2 separate regions of the Mus musculus genome follow, and region 1 is linked to region 2. Evidence: chromatin contacts called from public Micro-C data. All regions are on one chromosome and are shown on one strand. Each heading gives the region's core, a stretch centred on a gene start, on an enhancer-like site or on the middle of the called end of the contact. The rest is flanking DNA. Distances are from core to core; before and after follow the strand shown.

What was found. Hi-C and Micro-C count contacts between places; a contact is called where the count stands out from the background.
Region 1: a contact with region 2 is called in a Micro-C map of muscle stem cells, with 3 times the contacts expected there. The contact joins the promoter of Rassf10 here to the enhancer-like site in region 2. A contact is called at or near these places in 1 of 39 promoter capture datasets (macrophages), 4 of 484 Hi-C or Micro-C datasets (colorectal tumor organoids, embryonic stem cells, muscle stem cells and 1 more), 2 of 115 datasets of contacts at active chromatin or transcription factors (both in embryonic stem cells) and 1 of 9 other capture datasets (pancreatic islet).

Annotation. Positions count from the first base shown.
Region 1 is chr7:112,951,936-112,956,142 of GRCm38.p6, forward strand. It overlaps Rassf10 (Ras association (RalGDS/AF-6) domain family (N-terminal) member 10), which reads left to right and starts at 2,027. Exons shown (of 1, transcript NM_175279.3): 1 at 2,027-4,207. The coding sequence starts at 2,259. The coding sequence ends at 3,785.
Region 2 is chr7:112,917,906-112,922,148 of GRCm38.p6, forward strand. No RefSeq gene overlaps it. Among named protein-coding and RNA genes, the nearest start is that of Rassf10, 34 kb to the right of the region's middle. Within about 2 kb of position 2,151, at least 1 of the 459 cell types and tissues checked has an H3K27ac peak or open chromatin away from gene starts, as enhancers often do. A contact at or near this core is called in muscle stem cells, where this site is marked.

The DNA.
Region 1 (4,207 bases), core at 777-3,276, 34 kb after region 2:
TTTTTATTAGGTATTTAACTCATTTACATTTCCAATGCTATACCAAAAGTCCCCCATATCCACCCACCCCCACTCCCCTGCCCACCCACTCCCCCTTTTTGGCCCTGGTATTCCCCTGTACTGGGGCATATAAAGTTTGTAAGTCCAATGGGCCTCTCTTTCCAGTGATGGCCGACTAGGCCATCTTTTGATATATATGCAGCTAGAGTCAAGAGCTCCGGGGTACTGGTTAGCTCATAATGTTGTTCCACCTATAGGGTTGCAGATCCCTTTAGCTCCTTGGCTACTTTCTCTAGCTCCTCCATTGGGAGCCCTATGATCCATCCATTAGCTGACTGTGAGCATCCACTTCTGTGTTTGCTGGGCCCCGGCATAGTCTCACAAGAGACAGCTACATCTGCGTCCTTTCAATAAAATCTTGCTAGTGTATGCAATGGTGTCAGCGTTTGGATGCTGATTATGGGGTGGATCCCTGGCTATGGCAGTCTCTACATGGTCCATCCTTTCATCTCAGCTCCAAACTCCGTCTCTGTAACTCCTTCCATGGGTGTTTTGTTCCCAAATCTAAGGAGGGGCATAGTGTCCACACTTCAGTCTTCATTCTCCTTGAGTTTCATGTGTTTAGCAAATTATATCTTATATCTTGGGTATCCTAGGTTTGGGGCTAATATCCACTTATCAGTGAATACATATTGTGTGAGTTTCTTTGTGAATGTGTTACCTCACTCAGGATGATGCCCTCCAGGTCCATCCATTTGGCTAGGAATTTCATAAATTCATTCTTTTTAATAGCTGAGTAGTACTCCATTGTGTAGATGTACCACATTTTCTGTATCCATTCCTCTGTTGAGGGGCATCTAGGTTCTTTCCAGCTTCTGGCTATTATAAATAAGGCTGCTATGAACATAGTGGAGCATGTGTCCTTCTTACCTGTTGGGGCATCTTCTGGATATATGCCCAGGAGAGGTATTGCTGGATCCTCCGGTAGTACTATGTCCAGTTTTCTGAGGAACCGCCAGACTGATTGGAAATGTCTCTTGAGCTATGGTGAGCTGCTGGCAGGCCAGGAGGCTTGCTCATCATCACACCACTTGCACTGGACTTAGAGCACAGTGGGAACCCAGCAAATGTTCCAGGAAGGAATCATTCAATCGACCAAAGCACTTTCCAAGAAATAATGAGACATCCAAGGTCTTGAGGCAGGGGAGTGAGCTGTCAGATCTGGGCTTCCCTGGACAAGCCTTTCACTGAGAGGGTTTTAAGCTTCGATTAGAGTGGCTTTGAATTTCTTCTGTTCTGATACTTGATTCTCATCACTTCCAGACGACATTTAGATGCAATGGGAACAGTCATAGTAATAGCCTCGGTTTCCCCTTTGGAGTCAGGACTGGTGATCAATTTAGGTTTGGCCCTGACTTCTCTGTCAACAAGGCTGTGGGAAGTGGAGGGGCAAAGTGGGGACCTACAGATCTGACCTATGGGGAATTGGGTACCACCCTTAGATCATTGCAAATCTGATCATGGACCCCACTGTGGTTGAGGAAGACTGGAAGGTTTAGAGGCAGCGCTTACAAAGGTGAGCTGGTCAGGTAGTGGATCACAACGTCTCTAGTAGAAACTGTTAGGTGCCTCAGTTTCCCCGTCTGTGCAAAGTGCATTGTACAGAAGGCACAAGACCACGCACATCGGGTTAAGGTGTTTCCAACCAAGTCTAGAGGCAAGGCGTAGCTGAGCCCAGGGAGGCGCAGAGGTGCGGGCTCCAGGCGCAGAGCTGATGCCTAGAGGTGAAGGCTCCAGGCCTTGTATCAGAAAGGTCCCGGGAGTCCATCTTTGCTCTGAGTGGAAAAAACTAGGAACTGGACGCCAGTAACCTGAGCCAGGGGCAGACCCGTCCGCAGGGCTGGGAGGGGCGAGTTTGGGCGCCCCGCCTGCGGTGCTCTCAGCAGCGGCTCAGGGCGCTGGGGGGCGGGAAGAGGTGGAGCCAGGTGGGGAGGAGCAAAACCCGGAGGCCTCGGGCACCGCGGGCAGAGCCAGAGCCGCTGGAACCTGAGCCCCGGCGTGCTGCTTTGGGAGAGTCCGCCGTCCGAGCCGAAAGCAGCCGCTGCCCGATTTCAGTACATAGTCCGGGAGAAAGGCTAGTGAGGCCGGAGACAGGGTCACGGATTCTACTGCAGTTCGGGAGCTGCCAGGTTGCCCGCGCTGGCCCTGCTGCCCTAATTGCACCTAGCCGGACTTGCTCCTCACGTCCCGGTTGCGCCATGGATCCTTCGGAGAAGAAGATATCGGTGTGGATCTGCCAGGAGGAGAAGCTGGTGTCCGGCCTCTCCCGCCGCACCACCTGCTCGGACGTGGTGCGGGTGCTTTTGGAGGACGGCTGCCGGCGGCGCTGCAGGCAGCGGCGGGGCCAGCGACGGGGCTTGACGGAAGACCCTTCGGGCCAGTTGGAGCTGCCCGAGCCCCCGGACGAAAACGACGAGGATGACGACGACGCGATGCCCCCGGGCATGCTATGTGGGCCCCCGCAGTGCTATTGCATTGTGGAGAAGTGGCGCGGCTTTGAGCGCATCCTGCCCAACAAGACGCGGATCTTGCGCCTCTGGACTGCTTGGGGCGACGAGCAGGAGAATGTACGCTTCGTGCTGGTGCGCAGCGAAGCGTCGCTGCCCAACGCCGGACCGCGCAGCGCCGAGGCGCGGGTAGTGCTCAGCCGCGAGCGCCCCTGCTTGGCCCGGGGCGCCCCAGCACGGCCCAGCCTGGCCTTGACCCAGGAGAAGCAGCGGCGGGTGGTACGCAAGGCCTTCCGCAAACTGGCCAAGCTCAACCGGAGGCGCCAGCAGCAGCCGTCGTCACCTTGTTCGTCCACGTCGTCGTCCACCGCCTCGTCCTGCTCGTCGTCTGCTCGGACCCACGAGAGCGCGTCGGTAGAACGTATGGAGACGCTGGTGCATCTGGTGCTGTCGCAGGACCACACGATTCGCCAGCAGGTGCAGCGGCTCCGGGAGCTGGACCGCGAGATAGACCGCTACGAAGCCAAGGTGCACCTAGACCGCATGCGGAGGCACGGAGTCAACTACGTGCAGGATACCTATCTAGTGGGGGCCGGCATCGACCTGGACGGACAAACTCCTGAAGGGGAGCCGGAAGATGCGACACTGGAGGAGAAGGGGACAGAACCGGCGGCACCCCTGGACAGCGAGGCGCAGGCGGCAGCGTTGGAGGAGCTGGCCAGGCGCTGTGACGACCTGGTGCGGCTGCAGGAGGAGCGCGCCCAGCAGGAGGAGTTGCTAGAGCGCCTGTCCGCCGAGATCCAGGAGGAACTGAACCAGCGCTGGATGCAGCGGCGCAATGAGGAGCTGGCGGCTCGAGAGGAGTCCCTAGAGCCCGATGGTGGTCCGGATGGCGAGCTGCTGCTGGAGCAGGAGCGGGTCAGGACGCAGCTCAGCACCAGCCTTTACATCGGGCTGAGGCTCAGCACGGACCTGGAGGCCGTCAAGGCGGACTTGGATTACAGCCAGCAGCAGAGGGACATTAAGGAGCGCGAGCTTCAGGGCCTTCTCCAGAGTTTGCACACTTTTGAGCAGACGGTGGTGCATGATGGGGCTCTGGGTTCCAGCGGACCCTCTCGCGAACCTCAGCCTCAGACCTGTGCAGAAATGTGGGTAGACCAGGCCCGGGGACTGGCTAAGAGTTGCCCGGGCAACGATGAGGACTCAGATACTGGGCTGAGCTCCATGCATAGCCAAGACTCAGACTCGGTACCCCCTGTGTGTGAATCCCTTGTGTAGAAGTAGTAGGGAGCAAGCTTAGACGCTTGCAGAATGCACTGGTTTGGCCTGCTCAGGGACATGAAGTGAGGCCATGGGGGTGAGCTCAGAGTTCCCACGGATGGGTCTGGAGAGTGAGTGTGAAGGAGGGTCCTGGACAAGGAAGCCCTAAGCTTCTAAGCTTTAGAGGGAAGTGGAGTCAGGAGGTGAGAACCCCTCCCTGTTTTTTAAAAACACATTAGGTAAGTGATGAGGTCCAAGCCCATTTTCAAAACAAGAGAAAAGGAAAACATTACGGGACATTTTTTTTTTACCACTCCTGTGCATGGGAAGGACTGATGACAGCTAGAACTTTGGTCTGTGGCATAAAGTGCTGCTAAAAGAAAACACTTGGATGGAAAGGAAATTCCTTGAATGTTAATTGTGACTGGAAACGTGTTCAA
Region 2 (4,243 bases), core at 901-3,400:
ATGCTGTTAAGTAGAGTTAAGGTGACTTGAGCACAAGCATGGAGATATAGCAGAGTTAGGGTGATGGCTTACTAAGTAACAAACGGTTAGGTAGTATATACACTGTGGATGCCCTGGACAGAGGGAACAGTCATGCCCCAGGGAGGATGGAGCAGCTGGAGATTGCATCACAGTGTTCAAACTGGGATGTAACTTAAAACCTCATGAGTCGATTATTTGTGAAATTGTCCGTTTGCTCTTCTCTGACTGCAGCTGATGGCAGGCAACAGACTCAGTGATTAAAAACCACAGGGTGGGGGGGGGGGGGCAAAACCACCAACAGAAATGGACGACTGTCGTCGGCTGTACGGAAATATTTATTGGAAAATAATACGTAATGCACATAATGGCCTTGACGTCAGTGAGCACATTAATGGGAAACAAAGAGGCAGAGAGAATGGAGAATGGAAAGTTAGACAGAAAAAAGCAAAGATGGAAACAAACAGACGGAGAGGTGGGGGCGGAGGGAAGGGAGGGAGGAGGCAGAGGAGGGAGAGTGAGAACGGTGACCACAGAGAGCCCTAGGACAAAGAAACAAGGCTAAGGGCTTTTTCACATGGCCACAGAGATAGACACGGAAGATGAGCCCTGGCGCTAGGTGGAGTGTGCGCATGCCCAACCCTTGCCTGTCCTGTCACTCAGGAGCTCTGACCTTGTGAGCTTTCCTCCCTCCCGCTCCTGTGACAGCTGCCTGTCAGTCTGTGTGGCCAGGAGACGTTAAGAATAGAAGCTGTGCAGAAGCCAGGGATTCTCTGAACCAGCACAGTTGATTTTGTGATGCCCTCAGGTCCAGTCTGAGGGAGGCTCGGTGTGCGCGGTCCCTGGGTGCTTATGCCTCCGTCTGGAGCCTGCGTGATTTCCCACTGCTGCTAATCTTGAGCTTCACTCCCCTTACACATCACCAGTTCCCCGAATCCACTCCAGGCTGCCCCACCTCACTGCCAAGATTCCCTCACAGAGATGCCCGCGCCATGCCCCGCCCCCACCAACCCTCCTGGCGTCTTTCTGCGTCGTCCTTTTTCCTTCTTCCCCAGATGTACACCGAGTTACCTTGTAGCAGGTGACAGCAGTGGGCCCATGGTCTCTTTTGGAATAATCTCTCGGAGAATTTTGTTAAGTGAATTTTCTCACCCTATAGTCTTAAGTCTCCTCTGTCCTCAATGTAGCTTTCTCTGTTCAGAATTGACATCTGAATCTCTGCTGGACCAGCGCCTAAGACTGAATTGACTCCCAGGGCCTGGACGGGGGTACTGAGATTTTGCCTACCCCCCCCCTCCCCGGCCTTAATAGTGAGTTGGAAAGAGGCTGGATTTGTGATAGAGTCTGCTCGAGAGAATTCTGTTTACAAGACCATCCTGTTAGGGAGAGACTTACCTCCATCTACTATCTTGCAACGTCTGGAAATCCTTCAGGGGATTAGTGGCCCAGGAGTTTAATGTCAGGAGCAGGTAGAAATGAGGACATCCTAGTTTCAGGGCATAAGGCACAGGTGGACATAAAGATGTCACCTTTATAAGTGCCCAAAGCTTAGCTTAATACCATGTTTTAAAAAGAAAACCTCCTGTGTTTCTTTTTAAAGGTTTTGTCTTTGGTGTGTGTGTGTGTGTGTGTGTGTGTGTGTGTGTGTGTGTGTGTGTGTGTGTGTGCATGTAAGAGAGACAGAGACAGAGATACAGGGACAGAGACACAGAGAAACACAGAGACAGACAGAGACATAAAGAGACACAGATACAGAAAGACAGAAGGGGTAGATGGAGACAGAGAGAAGAGGGGAGAGGGAGGCAGAAGGAGGGGTAACACTCATGGAAATCAGGGGACAACTTGCAAGGTCACACATTTTACCAAGGTCTTTGGGCCCCTCAGACTATACAGTCAGGCCTGGCACTACCATTTCTGGGGCTATTTTCAGAGAAGTAGAGCAAGTTTTGTATGGCTGGGCCACCTGGGGCCACAGGGTTCTTGGAAATTAAAAAAATAAAACCAAACCAAATCAAACCAACCAACCAAAAAAAAAAAAAAAACAACAAAAACCCACTTTAGTACGTTCCTCTTGTGGACAGCAGAGGGCAGCAAACTGCCATGTCAACACTCCTGGAAGCCGGCGGCTTGGATAGAAGAGACTACTAGGGTTGGTTGGCTTCATGTTTTTAACCATTACAAGCACATGCTGGTAACCCCAGAACTTTGGAGGCCAACCTGAAAGATCATGAGGTCGAGGACAACTTGGGCAACATAGTGAATTCAGCCAGCTGTCTAAAATTGTCAAATAACAACAACAACAAAAAAAAAAACCCTGAAGCCAAGGGACTGTACATGATGCTCTTGGCTCCATTCCAGCACACTGTGAACCAGGTCTAGTGTCCTACACCTGTAACCCCAGCACTGTAGGTTCACAAGTTTAAGGACATCTTCAGCTACATAGCAATTTCAAGGTTAGACTGGGATGCATTGAGACCCTGTCTCAAAATAAAACAATGCTCTCCACCCCCAAACCTAAAACAGAACAAGCAAAACCCAGAACCCCTCAGTCAAGGTCATATGTGTGGTTGCTATTCCTGCAAAACCTGAACTCTTTCGAAAGCTCTTTTGACCTTGACAGTGGGAGCCAGCGAAGGGTGTCCAGTGCAGGGCTATGCTGCCTATAAAGAAGACAGACCCCTTCAAAGACTTCCCAAGTAGCTGGCATCGGTCTCCATGGGGCTGCCTCTCATCCTGACAGTTTTCCAGCAAGGTCTGTATTGCCATCTCTCCTTTCCTAAGGAGGGCACTGGACTCCAACTTGGGCAATTTTTCAACGGCTCATAGCTATGAAGTAGAATAACATGGATTTGAATCCTTGTCTACTGACTTTCTAAAAAAAAAAAAAAAAAAAAAAAAAAAAAAAAAAACAATGTCAGCTCCACAAATCCAATCTCTAATAAGATAGGTATAAGAACGCCATCTCGCCTCCATGTGCTGTAAGTGAGAATATGTGTAAGACGGCAATCCCTCAGGCTGTACCCAGTTCTGTCAGATCATTTGTTCTGTCGGGACAGCTGGCACCCAGATTATGCCCGTGCTCTGCTGGCTCATCTCTCTCTACCAAGTGTGCTGACTTCACACAGAGAGAGCCAATTGACAACAAGGAACCTTGTGAGAAAAATGACACCATGAGATTTGGCCTGTAGGCAAGTTTGTGTGGACATTTTCCTAGTTCATGATTGATGTGGGAAGGCCTAGCCCACTGTGGGAGGTGCCCTTGGGCAGCTGGACCTCAACTGTATAAGAAAGCAGGCTGAGCAAGCCATGGGGAGCAAGCTAGTAAGCAACATTCCTTCGAGGTTTCCAATTTGGTTCCTGCTCTGCTTGAGTTCCTGCACTGGCTTCTCTTAATGATGGACTAACACATACAAGCCAAATTAGCCCTTCCCTCCCAAAGTTGTTTTTGGTTGCTGTTTTACCACCGCAGTAGAAAGCAGACTGGAATGGTAAGAAGGGCCTACGCAACCTTTTGATTGTTGCAACCCCACCTCAGTTCACTCTGCGTCCCAAAGCTCTGAGGTTCTCAGAAGCTCATCATTGGTTGGAACCCCATGAAAATGATCCTTCTACTTAATCTCCTACACTTCTGGCAGCCTGAGACAGTTTTGTTTCGATGGGTTGATTTAGAAGTTACATAGAAGACTCAGTCACTCCTGAGGTAGTCCCAAAGCATATCAGAGTCCAAAGAAGATGGAGCTGTAAGTGTTCCTATGTAATGGAGGTGAACTACAGATTCCAAGGCATACCCATATCAGGTAGAACTCATCAACGAGACAAGCAGAGTCCATATAAGAGACAGGACATGTGCCATTGCTGAGTCCATGATTGTCACCCAGCTGAGGAGCGAGGCTCATGGCCTGCCTGGATTTAGCTTTGCCTTGCCTTTGTGGTTATAGATACAAGCAAGGCTATGTCTGACAATGGCTGCTGTACACAATAAGTGGGAGGGGATAGCATTACCTAGTCTCAAACCAGACTCTCTGAGCATAGCAGCCATTACTGCCTTCAAAGCAACTGTAACGGCCCACGAGAGACCATCAAGATGTCCCTGAATGAGATGAAGCAGTCTCATTCAGGGCCAAGCAGGGAATGAGCTGTCCAAAGAAGCTGAACATGGAGAGGAGACTAATCTAAGAGAGTCTGTGTGTCATTTCTACATGGCACCCACACTCCCTTGAGCTTT